Linked DNA regions of Sus scrofa: regions 1, 3 and 4 are each linked to region 2. A link is a contact called in public Hi-C and HiChIP or PLAC-seq data. All regions are on one chromosome and are shown on one strand. Each heading gives the region's core, a stretch centred on a gene start, on an enhancer-like site or on the middle of the called end of the contact. The rest is flanking DNA. Distances are from core to core; before and after follow the strand shown. Region 1 overlaps FANCC (Fanconi anemia group C protein). Region 2 overlaps C10H9orf3 (aminopeptidase O). Region 3 overlaps C10H9orf3 (aminopeptidase O). Region 4 overlaps C10H9orf3 (aminopeptidase O).

Region 1 (3,338 bases), core at 300-2,799, 130 kb after region 2:
AACCTTAAATTTTTGCCCACTAGTCCGACTGGGCACATTCATGGGACTGCACAGTGCTCTCCAAATAAAACAAGGGTGAGAGGAAAGGATAAAAAGAGAACGAGGAGCCCTGAAGATAAACATTTCTGACAATGGGAAAGAATGTGGATTAATGGGATTTCTCCTCAACTGCTGGGGGGAATGTTAATTGGCACAACCACGGGTGAAAACAACTTGGCAGTATGAGCCTAGGCTGAACTTCTGCCCACCTCAGAACCAGTACTTCCACTCTTAAGGATATTCCCCAGCATGTTCAAAGTGATGCTGTGCATCAAAGAAAACAAAATCTGGAAACAATGCAAATGCCCAGCACCAGGAAGATGGCTGCACTGTGGTACTTGCCCCGCCCAGCAGGACACAGCACTCCCCCCAAGGCCACGCACAGCCTGGAGCAATCCTAAGACCACGCAGGCAAGGACAAGGCTCAAAGGACTGCATACGGTGTCACTCCTATCTGTGGCAGGGTTTTAGAAAGAGCAAAAGCAATGACAAGTAAAGAGAACATGGTTTAGTAATCATATATATGTGTGATTCAGAAAAAGAAAAGGAATGATAAACATCAAGTCAAGACAGCAGTTACCTGGGGAGAAGTCAGGGTGACAGTATAGAAAGGAGCACATGGCACCTCAAAGTCACTACAGCTGGGCTAGGTCTTGGTGGATGTCAGGTTGGCAGATAACTCATTTCTTTATTTTACCTTGACTCTTTTGGCCATGACAGAGGCTTGCAAAATTTCCTGGGCCAGGGATCGAACCCACGCCACAGCAGTGACAAGGCTGGATCCTTAACCTGCTGAGCCACCAGGGAACCCTGATGATACTCATTTATTAAGAACGAATATGTGGATGAATGAATAAAACACACAGAGAAACGAGGGTCATGTAGGGAACAAATAGGACAGAAGATGGCATGCATCAGGAATCATTTAAAAAAGGGGCACTCAAGGAGTTCTTGTGGTGGCGCAGTGGAAACGAATCTGACTAGGCTCCATGAGGATGTGGGTTCGATCCCTGGCCTTGTTCAGTGGGTAGGGGATTCAGATCAGATTTCGCATTGCTATAGCTGTGGTGTAAGCTGGCAGCTGCAGCTCCAATTGGGCCCCTAGCCTGGGAACTTCCATATGCTGTGCATGCAGCCCTAAAAAGCAAATAATAAACAAATAAATAAATAAATCAAAATTTAAAAAGGGGCTGGAAAGGCAGGCAATCAGGAACGGCCCCAGGAAGAGAAACAACATCATACACGTGCAGCAAGGCCTTTGCAAAGTGAAGAGGTTACTGCTCTCGTATCCCTGACTCACAACAGGGCAGTGACTTCCTGTTTCTTTTGCCCCCTCCATCCTGCCTTCCACCGGGACCCAGTTTGTGCCCCTCACAGCACCAGACCCATGTAGCTCGGGCAGGTACTATTCCACACTAAAAGTGGTTATATGTCCAGTTCAGCCAGCCCAGATCTAAAGTGCCAAGGCCAACACTGTGTCCCAGGAGCAAAGCTGATGAGAACAACAGACTCGAGCGAACAGGACAAAGCAATACGCCTTGCACTGGTGTCCTCTGCCCTAACCTAAGTGTTCCAGGAGTCAAAGGGACAGGTTTTCTAGAGGCCAGCTCCTAACTGGGAATACAAAGAATGTTCAGGGAGGATAAAAGATATTTATAGTCATGCCTCAAAATAAATGTGAGGGCCAGGCAGTGCCTTTCAGCTGAGCTCTCCTCCCGAATTCCAGGCTGGGTACCATTGATAATGCTGTTTGCTAGAGTTTAGCTCCCTTCCCTAGGGAAAGAGAAGATGGGAAAAAGACTTCATAAATATTTATCATTGCCTCAAAAAACAGAAACATCTGCTAAAACCCGAGAGGGTTCTTGGTGTAGGGGTGTATGGGATTTCAGGAGGGCCAGTCATCATAGCACGGTTCTCCTAAGTCACACCACAGAGAGCATCCCATGGGCCCATGGCTTTCCTCACAGGAAACTGCAGCGGACTGGGGCACTTGAGCAGACAAAGCCCCACAGTGACATTTAGTCTGTGGCCATCAGAAGCACAGGCCTGTTAAAATGCCCAAAGGCGAAAGAAGCTCTCCAGTAGAAAAGGTTCCCCTTTCACAGGTCCCTCTAACTGGTCAGCTGCCTCTGCTGGCAGGGAGACCCCCCCCCCCCACTCACCCCATGCAAGTTTTCCTGCAGGTCTTAGCTCGGCTTCTTGCTCACTGATTGGGTCCAGCACATACCTCTTGGTCATGGCCATTCCTAGCTCCTCCTCTAGGATTATTCAAATCTTTTCTCATCACTCTCACTCTCTCCCATCCCTCCTGGAAACCAGTTCACATTTAGGTCTCTGATGTAAACGGAAACCCATATTAAGAACATCTATTGGAGTTCCCCTCGTGGCGCAGTGGTTAACGAATCCGACTAGGAACCATGAGGTTGCGAGTTTGATCCCTGCCTTTGCTCAGTGGGTTAACCATCCAGCGTTGCCGTGAGCTGTGGTGTAGGTCGCAGATGCGGCTCAGATCCCGTGTTGCTGTGGCTCTGGTGTAGGCTGGTGGCTACAGCTCCGACTGGACCCCTGGCCTGGGAACCTCCATATGCCACGAGAGCGGCCCAAGAAATGGCAAAAAGACAAAAAAAAAAAAGAAAGAAAAGAATATCTACTACTGCTGTGTAATCAGTGGCATCTCCTTCTTAGCACACACCACACAGACTCCAGAAAACCTTTCTCTGGCCCAGGACGGGCAGAGTCCTGATGGACAAACAGGACCCAGAAAGTTCATCCTTTGGGGTGGGCCATGCTGGCATAACAGAGTTCTCTGCACAACAGTAGAGAGATGCTTCTGAGTTCCAGGACACGAGACAGACAGAAGCCATCGTGATTAATTTTCAACTAAAATGGTTTTACCTTTGCGGGGGCATTCATTTGGAAGCCTTCTTTGTGAACAAAGCAGTCTATCAAAATCAGTGAAAATAAAGTGCTCCTTTCTGGTGATTAATCAAATACTCTTAACAGCCTCTTTTTCTTTGAGGGAATGAATAATAGCTGCAATATAACAATATCACAAACCTGCTTGTTTTCTTTCTCCAGAGCTTCTACAAAGCATCGTGTAAACACTTGAAGAGCGGCTAGTACTTCTGGGGCTCCATCAGTTTCCAGGAGCGCGTACCTGAGCAATGCAAAGCCAGATCACAACGCGTTCAGTGATTAATCTGGCAAACATGTGAACCTAAACACGTAAAAAGGAAAAATGGAAATACTCTCTTTGTGCCATAAGCTTCATAGTTTGTCAACTCATTAGACTTCAGTCC
Region 2 (2,979 bases), core at 298-2,797:
TAGTTGGGTAAAGGGAAATGTCATTCAGTGATAAGATTTCTATTGCTTCTGGAACTGTTATTAGTAGCATGGAAGCTTAAATAGTTCAAAGTTTTATTTCCATTTAAAAATGATAAAAAGCTTGGTGATTCCATAATCCATCATTTGTAACTTTTACCTGCCTGTACGTATTCGCATTTGAGACTTGCAAGCCATTATCCATTTTTAGGCATTTCTCTTACAGTAGAAAAATTGTATGTGATGGTTTGTACGTTATGTATAGAAAGACTCCATAACACTTTGAAAAATCTTTAGCAAATGAGCATGCAATTCATAGCACTTAGCTAATAATGGTTAATACGCTGATTTAACTCTCCATAGGTTTTTTGGTAGTCTGGGAGAAACAAAGTCAGAAATCTCCCATTTAAGTAGCCCTTTTGTTTGTTTTAGGAAATAGAAGTGCATCATCAGTATAATTTTAAGTAGTCCAGTTATGAATATGGGATGAAGGGATAAAATAAAGTTCTTCACTCTGATGTCTCTATTAAGAAACTCCCCTTTGTGTAAAATACTCCACGGCAAAGTTGCTTCTATTTAAAGTAGTGAGTTTGATCTTGGCTTTGATCTGAAGCTTTTGATCTTGAAAGAAGGATGAAGTAGCAATAAAGAGAGGGCAAGACAGATTTTCTTTAAAGAAATGCGATAAAGTTAAAGGAATGGTCAAGATCAGCAAACACGAGTGCGACCCGACTCTTCTCCCCAAGCACTCACCCCCCAGGCTGGTTCAGCCAACTTCTGATGAAGAAGGAAAGTCTTTTGGGGGTCGCGGAAAAAATTGAGGGTATCGCACACTTTTATAAACTGAGTGGAAACTTTCCCCTCTATTTAGGAAGACATTGTCTCCTTTTTAAATTCTACAAGCGGCTTGGGGGGGTCCACCGAATGGACGAGAGCGGCGCCAGCAGCGCTTAGCCAGAGCGCATTAGCTCCCGAGACTCGCTGAAGGAGCTCGGCGTTTGCCTTTTACGCGCTCCGAGCTTCTCCGCGGGGAGGTCACCTGCCACCGCCCCGGAGGCCGGAGGGGCCATTGAAAAACGTGTACTTAATGGCGTCTGATCCATTCCCGGAGAAAACTCCATTAGGAAAGTTCCTTTCCCTGCGTGATGGCCATCTGGACACTTAGGTTTCTGACCCGAAGAGAGAGTTCAGGTTGGCCGCAGGGGTGCGGGCGCTTCTCCCGCTCAGCCCTTTTTCCTGCCAGCGGACAGCACTTTTACTCCCACCGCGGCCAAGAAACCTTTTCGCGGACACCCGAGCAGCCCGCAGGGGTTGGGGGTGGAAAGGTAAGCGTGCGCGCCCGGGGTCGGTCCGCGCGTGGGAGGGCGCAGGAGCGCGGGCGCTGGCCGGACGCGGGGAGAAGAAAAAAGATGTTTGCAAGGAGAACAATAAAAGAGCCGGCGCGCCGGCGGGGGCGGGGGCGGAGGCGACCTGCCGGGAGGGCGGTGCGGCCGCCTATACCTTTAAGGCAGGCCCCGCCCCCGCCCCAGCGCCCGCCCGCCGCCCGCGCCGCCGCCCCGGCCCCGCGCCGCCCGCCGCCCGCGCTGCGCCTTAGGTGTTGCGGGCCTCGAGCGCCCGCCGCTCTCCGCCGGGCGGGCCGGGCGGACGGCCCTGGGCGCGGACTCCAGCGCCCGGCTCCCACCCTCACCTCCCGCGGGCGAGGTACGGGGGCGGCGCGCCGAGTTGGTGGGGCACTGGGGAGGGAGGCTGGGGCGGCTCCCGGGGTAAACTTGACTCTGTCCCCTTCCCCCGCAGCCGCTGCAGAGGGAGCGCCAGGCCGGGGAGGAGTGCGGGCTCGCTCGGCAAGTGAGCGCAGAGGTGAGTGCGGGCGGCGTGGTCCCGGCGCTCTCCTCCCTCCCGGGGCAGTGGGTCCCGCATTGCATCCCTGTCGCGGAGCCCTCGGTTGGCGGCGACGCGCGACATTGGTGGGTAAGATGGCCCTTGTTCCGGGGCTCTGGCGCGCACCGGCGCGGGGGCGGCCAAGCGGGCCCGTGACTGCGGGAGCGGCCGGGGCGAAGGTCACGGCCTGGGCTCCCCGCAGACCGAGGGCCCTCTGCGCGGAGGCGGCCTCGGGAGCCCCGAAAGGTGCCTGCAGCCTCCCCAGGTGAAGCGGAGGACGGCTGCGTCGCGAGGCCGTCGATCGTTTCTTTCTCACGCTAAGGGGCGGCTCTCAGGACCCGTCCTGCATTTAAAATGCCCTATGGTTTTCGAACTTCAGGTCGAGAAATGGGTTCGAGTGAACCGGAGACCCCGAAAACGGAAACGAAGGGAGACCGAAGAAGTGTTTGCAAAGGTAGGGGCTCCCCAAAGAGCACAGGATGGAGTTCTTGATCACTCTCCCCGCCTGCCCCAGAGCACTTGGTTACAACAATAGAATTCCACCCCCCCCCGCCGCCTTTTTTTCAAATTTTAGTTAAATTTACAGTAAGCCTTAGATTTACGTGGATAGTTCTATAGACATACTGGTTGCTAATCCTAGCGATTATCAACACACTATGTACTCAGGAAGTGAGAATGATCCGGAATGGAGATTTCTTTCATGCTCATTAAATAGAGCATTAGAGTATAAGTGAGTTTCATTATTATATTAGACCAGTAGTATTTGTGGAATTATATATATATCTCAGAGAGGGGGTGTTCTGAAGAAATCGCCCACAGTATCAGGTTTCTCTGTTGGGTTGTAATATACACAATACCTCACTCATTCATTTAGACTTTTAGAGTCATCTCATAAGTGGAGAGGGAAGGCCAAAGAAGTATATTACTTTTGAAACACTGGGAGGGATTTTATATACTAAAGCAAATGAGAAATTTGCTTTTCTAAATTTAGAATTTCAGTATGCTGCTTTGCAGAAGTTTGGACCACCCCTTGTCTCCTGAAATGGTATTAAGTTAAAACTTGATTTGTCATTGTCATAAATATTAGGAAATAAGGTAAGTAGT
Region 3 (3,017 bases), core at 62-2,561, 110 kb before region 2:
CCAATAGTTGGTCCCACCCCAGGCAGGGGACCCCCCAGAGTTGCAGGGGGAAGCTTTGTCTGCAAAGTGTGTTCAGGCCCACACATCAGGTTGTCTTCTGGGGACAAAAGTGTAAGAAAGAAGGGTCTGCCTGGCTGTGTGCCCCTTACACATCCACACAGCCTCTCCAGAGCTTCTATCCCAGCAAGAGCTGGGGTGTCAGGGGGCTCAATGGGACAGGACCATTCCCCCTTCAGCCACCATGAACTTCTGCTGAAGCAGCCCCTCTGTAAACTGATGAAATGTCACTATACTTAAGTCAAAGTTAAAAAAAAACAAAAAACGAGTTCCTGTTGTGGCTCAGTAGGTGAAGAACCCGACTAGTACCCATGAGGATGCAGGTTGGATCCCTGGCCTCACTCAGTGGGTTAAGGATCCAGCGTTGCCGGGAGCTGTGGTGTAGGTCACAGATGTGACTTGGATTTGGCGTTGCTGTGGCTGTGACATAGGCTGGCAGCTGCAGCTCCAACTCAACCCCTACCCTAGGAACTTCCATATGCCAAGGGTGAGCCCCTAAAAAGAAACAAAACAAAACAAAACAAAACCACATTGCAATGTCCTTTCTCATCCGAGCAGCTGACAAAGTTTCGGACTGTCAGGTTTGTGACCGCCAAGTGTTTTAGGCTGGAAATCCAGAAGTAAAAGGCTCAGTATCCAACCTGCTCTGAGCCTCAGTTTCCTTGTTTGCTCTTTGGAAGTGGAAGTTAACATCAATTGACCGTCGAGTGCCTTTGAACTCCAGCTTTCTTCCTTTCCAACTTATGGAAATTATTTTCCCCACTTTCCTGAGAGGGGAAGTATAAGACCCCAGGCTGTCTGTGACAACTGCCAAAGCGGCTGTTTTTTAATGGAAAGTCAGCTTCCTTCTGAGGTTGCTTAACATAGCAGAAGCTGCTCGAGAACAGAGAAGCCCAATGTTTCCCTTTAGCTTTTTTGACGTCATTTGCCTGTGGGTGGGTTCCCATCCGCCGCCTCTCTGACCACACCAAATTTTATTGCACAGATTTAAAAAACACACCTCGGTGTGGCAAACCACCTCAAGAAGCAATTTAGCCCAGAAGCCCTGCCGCTAAGCTGCGGCCGAGAGCGCCAGTTTCGGTCCAGCCTTGGACTGTGCCAGGATCCCATCTCGGAGGAGTAAATGAGCCATCCTCCCCCTCCCTGCCTCCCGCCAATAAAAGCAGAATGTTCACTTGACACTATCTCATGGGGGATTTGAAGAATCAATTCTAAACACAGACTTGAAAGCACTTAGCAATCTGAGAGCAAGAGGGCGGGACTACCATTTGTGGCCTGTTTACTGTGTGCTAGGTACTAGGATGGGCACTTGACTTCCCTTTTTCTTTTTCTTTTTCTTTTTTTTTTTTTGCTTTTTGCTTTTTGCTTTTTAGGGCCACAGTTGGGGCATAGGGAAGTTCTCAGGGCCAGGGATTGAACCCTCATCCTCATGGTTACTAGTTGGGTTCCTTACCGCTGAGCCACAATGGAACTCCTTGACTTTTCATTCTTTTTTTTTTTTTTTTTTTTTCAGCTTCTCTATAGCAAGTTTATTATAAAAATACAATCTCATCTCAAATTAGCTTTCAGATTCAGCTGTGGAGCAGAGATCTTCTGCCTTAATAAAAGACAGTTGAGGTTGAATCTATTTAAGTTGCAGTTATGTCAGAACACAGAAAGTGGTACATTAGGTTCATTAGCTCATGTGGGGGAAAAAAAGTGGTTAAAGCTGTTCCATAAAACAAGACAGTTCAAATGTGAGATAAAAGTGATGAAATGATACAAGTCAGACACTAAAATACGGTACCGCAGTGGGTATTGCTTTTAGAAGTTGACAGTGATGTGTGATAACTCAAGACCGTTTCATACAATGATTGTGTGTGTGTGTGTGTGTGTGTGTGTGTGTGTGTGTGTGTGTGTGTGTGTGGCTTTGGACCCTTGTGTAAGGATTTCTAGTTAATTTATTGACTTTTATTCTTTATTTCACTCAGCTCTATACTCTATAATCATCAGACACAAAACTGTCAAACAGTTGGATTTTAGGCCGCTATGAACCCAAAGCTTATCAAGAAGACAGAGGACAAGCAGTGGTGGGGGTGGGGGCAACTGGACTGATTATAAGCCGGGGGCGAGCTGAATGTCTTTACCATTTTTAACACCATCTGCACAAAGTTTAAAAATCTACTTATATGGAGTTCCTGTCGTGGCGCAGTGGTTAACGAATCCGACTAGGAACCATGAAGTTGTGGGTTCGATCCCTGGCCTCGCTCAGTGGGTTAAGGATCCAGTGTTGCTGTGAGCTGTGGTATAGGTTGCAGACACAGCTTGGGTCCCGAGTTGCTGTGGCTGTGGCTTAGGCTGGTGGCTACAGCTCTGATTAGACCCCTAGCCTGGGCACCTCCATATGCCGTGGGAGTGGCCCTAGAAAAGGTAGAAAGACAAAAAAAAAAAAAATCTACTTATGTCCATTTGCAATGCACCAGGCGTCAGAAATACATCCATTCATACAAATATTTTGCCCTCTCGGTGCTTGGAGATGTCAGAGAGTTCAGCAGTGATGGCAAATCTAGCTGCTGATAAATGACAGAGATGTTAATCTCATTCCAGTATTTTCCTTTCTAAGTTAAAAATAATTTTGCCACCCCTCCTAGTACGTGTTTAGGTGATTCGTCTTATAATGTGTAATAGGTGATAAATTCAGAACTGAACTTGGTCTCCAAAATAAGCAACGTTGCCCATGACATTATGGAATGAAAACACACACGCGTCTTGGTCTCGCCTGCTCTGAGTCTTCCACCGCCTGGCAACGTGAGCAGTGTACACGGTGAGACGTGAGACGCTTGTGTGGAAATCACGCCACACGAAAACTGTGACTCAGGTCTGTTCTCAGAAGAACTGAGGTAATGGCTATTAATATTTTATTTCATACATTATAGTGTTTGCAGAAGCAAACACTGTAGTTAAGGTTACGTGCATTGATG
Region 4 (3,120 bases), core at 290-2,789, 77 kb after region 2:
CCCGCGTGTCTCCGAGTGCATGTTGCCTAGAGGGAGGATTCTTTCCAAAGGACGTTGCTTTAGTTCATTCCGAATTGGTTGTGTGTAAATCTATTTATAGTAGATGAAAGGAGCGACAGTGGGTAATGATATAATTCACAGGGGCCCCCAGCCAAAATGTTGAAATTGTTTACATTTTACTGTTGCCACAAATGGATCACTGTAAAGGGTCTCCGTCTTTCAAAGGCAATAAAAACAAAGAGCGATGGAGGCTTTTTTAAATGCACGTCATCACTTCCATGTATGGCCGAGGCGGAACGAATAATAAAATAGGAAATGGTGGCCTCCTGACCGGGTATAACCGAGAGGGCTTTGATGCTGTTGAAAATGGCCTGGCCCCGGATTCTGAAACCAAATTTGGGTAGACTCTCCATGTAAAGAATGTGCCCGAAGTGCCTAGAGGTGGGAGTGTGGGGGCAAGAGAAGGCCTCTCATCAGCAGAGGCAGCCAGTGCTGCACCGCAAACTTCCAGATTGTCTCTGGGGTTTGTGGGGGTTGGTTTCCCGGCAAATTCCTGCTGGTTAAGCTTTAGCCAAGTATCTCTTCTCAAGGGTACCCAGCCTTTGCCTTGTCTCTCTGTAGCAGGTTGTGCAGACCTGCAGCGCTCGCACCATCATCGGTGCTCGGCGCCTTCCTTTCGCCGTGGGCAGACACCTCCAGCTCCTCGGTAGGTGCGCTTTGCCTCTCGGGAACGGGGAGAACAGTGTTTTCCTCCTTTAACTGTGTTTATTGTTATAATCAAGAGCACTGAACAAAATCGGCTATTCCAGGAAATTAAGTAGTGGCAGCTTATAAAGAAAACCTTCATGTGACAGCGCATCACTGCAGGGCGGAGCGCCTGCCTGGCTGGCCGGGGATGTGTGTTTCCTTTCCCTGTTTTGTTTTACATGTTATTTTCTTGCAAAATTGTGTTGAGAAACATCAAAAAACACTGAAATATGCACAGTCTTCCCCTAAAATTGACCATTTGCCCTCCTCATGAGGAATGTTGTTCCTTTCTTCATATAAGAGATGACACTCCATGAAATCTGAAAGTCTCAACAATGTCAGTATATTTCAGAGAGTAACTTTTTCTAACAGGGAAGCTCTGTGTCATTACACATGTTAAGCCAAGGAATGCTACTCAGTGATAACTTTCTCTGTTTTCTGAAGGTTCGCCATCGATGGTGTGAACTTGTCGTTAAGCACAAATACAAAAAAGCGTATGGACATGTGGAAAGGTTCCTTCAAGAGGATCAGGTAAGTTTCATTTTTCAGCGGACAGGGATTCTTTAAATGCTATCACCTGGTCTATGCAGTGCACTTAACACAAGGACCCACGTTGTCGACATCTCTTCCATAGCAAATAGTTAAACATTCTCCAAGGGTTTTAAAGAGTTGCTAGGAGCTTTCCTGTCACACTTCAGAGCTGGTATTTTCCAGACTCTCTCTTGGTATGCCATGACATCACCTCTCTCAGAAGCTGCCTTGGTTGGCCGTGGCCGTGGTCTGTTGCCACGAGCCAATGAAGCATGTGCCTCCCTGCATCTTCCAGCCTCAGCTGCATTAGGTCAGGATCATGGCTTAGTGATGCTAGGGTGTGTCTCTGTGTCTCCTGTGGCCCTGACTGAGAGTACGTGTGAAGATTAGACTGGGAGAGCCCTGGCTGACTGGAACGGTCTGGTCTGTCCCTGCCACGCCAGGCGGACCCTTGTGCTGGCTTTCCTTCCTGCGAGAACTTTGCTCACTGTTCACCAGGGCAAGCGATCACCTTACACAGAGGCTGCAGGAAGTGTGTGCATATGCGCACTGGCCTGAAGAGGTTGTCCTTGCCGCCTCTGCTGGGCCCAAGTATGTGGGGGTCAGCACCCAGCCACGTGGCCCCCAGCGCGGCTGTCCATGGCGGTGCATGTGCCATGGCTTCTGTCGGCTGCAGGAAGTTGGCTGCAGCTCACCCCTGTTGGCATGACCAGCGTGTGCCTCTGAGTGAGCTCTCTGCCGAGCACTGTGGGCTGACAGAGGGGAGCCACGTTTCAGTTGGGGCGGAGAGTGGGGGCGGGGCAAACAAAGGGACTTTTGAGAGGGCCTGAGTATAGGGGGCAGCCAGCAAGCAAGGGCTCGTTCTTCCCACAAAGAAAAATACATGACTTTGTCCCAGGAGAAATGTCACATTTGCACAGTGAGGCAAGAGGTGTTTGGAGACGTGGAGGGGCGTGTGAGGAGGAGATGTAAGAGCCACTTAAGGTCTGTTCTGAAAACCAGAAGTAACTACAGCATATTTGGAACAGCAGTCTTTGCCAAAATGAGGCTTCACCATCAGCTTTTTTCAGGAAAGTCTTTTTGAACCCCTAGCCACCAAAGTTTTCTTTTGCGCTGGCTTTGAGATCCTCCTTTTAATTTGCTCCAGCAGACCGTCATCTGTCACATAACTAAGCTCAGAACAAGAGCGAAGGCGGAACCAAAGGGATCTTTTGGTCTTCCAGAACATAACTGGCTGTTTTTAAAGCTGTAGGGGAACTGCAGATGTGAGTCTTTGCAGCATTGTTTTCGAAACAGAAGAGCCAGTGTTTGCCCCCATGGTGGGGCCGGTTGAGGGAAAGCGGGCAGGCTGGGCTGGAGCCACAGGCATCTTTTCCAGGGCGGCCTTGGCTGCTGGGTGACAGGGTGGTCTTCGTTCCCAGCAGTGCTGAGACACACATCCCTGGGAAGAAGGCCTGTGTCTGTGACATGCACTCGGTACTCACCCTGGGGGCTCCTTTCAGCTGCAGGGCTTTCCACAGGGGAGCTCATGGGAACCTCCCTGACCCTGTCCCTGTCCCCATCCTTGTCCGGAGCATTCCCGTCAGCCATCACTAGGGTAATGCTCGCTCTGTCATTGCTTCACCCACCAGCGTCTCTGACGGAACCGATAGCCCAGTATTTCTTGGGGTTTCTGTGAATATGAGGAAAGAGAAGGGCACTGCAAGCTGCAGGTTCCTAGAGTACGGCTGCTCAATTGTCCAGCTTTCGTAGGGTCTTGGTGACGTCTAGCCCAGCAAGTCTGTGTGGAACGAGCACAGACAGCGCACACAAGTGCGCGGGGACATGCGATTTCTTTTTCCT

What was found. Hi-C and Micro-C count contacts between places; a contact is called where the count stands out from the background. HiChIP or PLAC-seq counts read pairs in DNA pulled down with a chosen protein or histone mark.
Region 1: a Hi-C map of embryonic fibroblasts shows a contact between it and region 2, with 4 times the contacts expected there. The contact joins two enhancer-like sites. A contact is called at or near these places in 6 of 47 Hi-C or Micro-C datasets (embryonic fibroblasts, epiblast stem cells, fetal heart ventricle and 3 more) and 1 of 2 datasets of contacts at active chromatin or transcription factors (skeletal muscle).
Region 3: an H3K27ac HiChIP or PLAC-seq map of alveolar macrophages shows a contact between it and region 2. The contact joins two enhancer-like sites. A contact is called at or near these places in 3 of 47 Hi-C or Micro-C datasets (embryonic fibroblasts, skeletal muscle and subcutaneous adipose tissue) and 2 of 2 datasets of contacts at active chromatin or transcription factors (alveolar macrophages and skeletal muscle).
Region 4: a contact with region 2 is called in an H3K27ac HiChIP or PLAC-seq map of skeletal muscle. The contact joins two enhancer-like sites. A contact is called at or near these places in 7 of 47 Hi-C or Micro-C datasets (embryonic fibroblasts, epiblast stem cells, fetal heart ventricle and 3 more) and 1 of 2 datasets of contacts at active chromatin or transcription factors (skeletal muscle).

Annotation. Positions count from the first base shown.
Region 1 is chr10:27,033,037-27,036,374 of Sscrofa11.1, reverse strand. FANCC (Fanconi anemia group C protein) reads right to left here. Exons shown (of 14, transcript XM_021064601.1): 10 at 3,097-3,196. Among named protein-coding and RNA genes, the nearest start is that of MIR24-2, 45 kb to the left of the region's middle. Within about 2 kb of position 1,549, at least 5 of the 83 cell types and tissues checked have an H3K27ac peak or open chromatin away from gene starts, as enhancers often do.
Region 2 is chr10:27,159,444-27,162,422 of Sscrofa11.1, reverse strand. It overlaps C10H9orf3 (aminopeptidase O), which reads left to right. Exons shown (of 19, transcript XR_002336299.1): 13 at 1,792-1,854; 14 at 2,255-2,329. Among named protein-coding and RNA genes, the nearest start is that of MIR23B, 81 kb to the right of the region's middle. Within about 2 kb of position 1,547, at least 57 of the 83 cell types and tissues checked have an H3K27ac peak or open chromatin away from gene starts, as enhancers often do. A contact at or near this core is called in alveolar macrophages, skeletal muscle and subcutaneous adipose tissue, where this site is marked.
Region 3 is chr10:27,264,430-27,267,446 of Sscrofa11.1, reverse strand. The region is part of intron 5 of C10H9orf3 (aminopeptidase O); the gene reads left to right. Among named protein-coding and RNA genes, the nearest start is that of MIR23B, 190 kb to the right of the region's middle. Within about 2 kb of position 1,311, at least 24 of the 83 cell types and tissues checked have an H3K27ac peak or open chromatin away from gene starts, as enhancers often do. A contact at or near this core is called in alveolar macrophages, skeletal muscle and subcutaneous adipose tissue, where this site is marked.
Region 4 is chr10:27,082,255-27,085,374 of Sscrofa11.1, reverse strand. It overlaps C10H9orf3 (aminopeptidase O), which reads left to right. Exons shown (of 19, transcript XR_002336299.1): 16 at 622-706; 17 at 1,192-1,278. Among named protein-coding and RNA genes, the nearest start is that of MIR23B, 3.5 kb to the right of the region's middle. Within about 2 kb of position 1,539, at least 25 of the 83 cell types and tissues checked have an H3K27ac peak or open chromatin away from gene starts, as enhancers often do. A contact at or near this core is called in skeletal muscle, where this site is marked.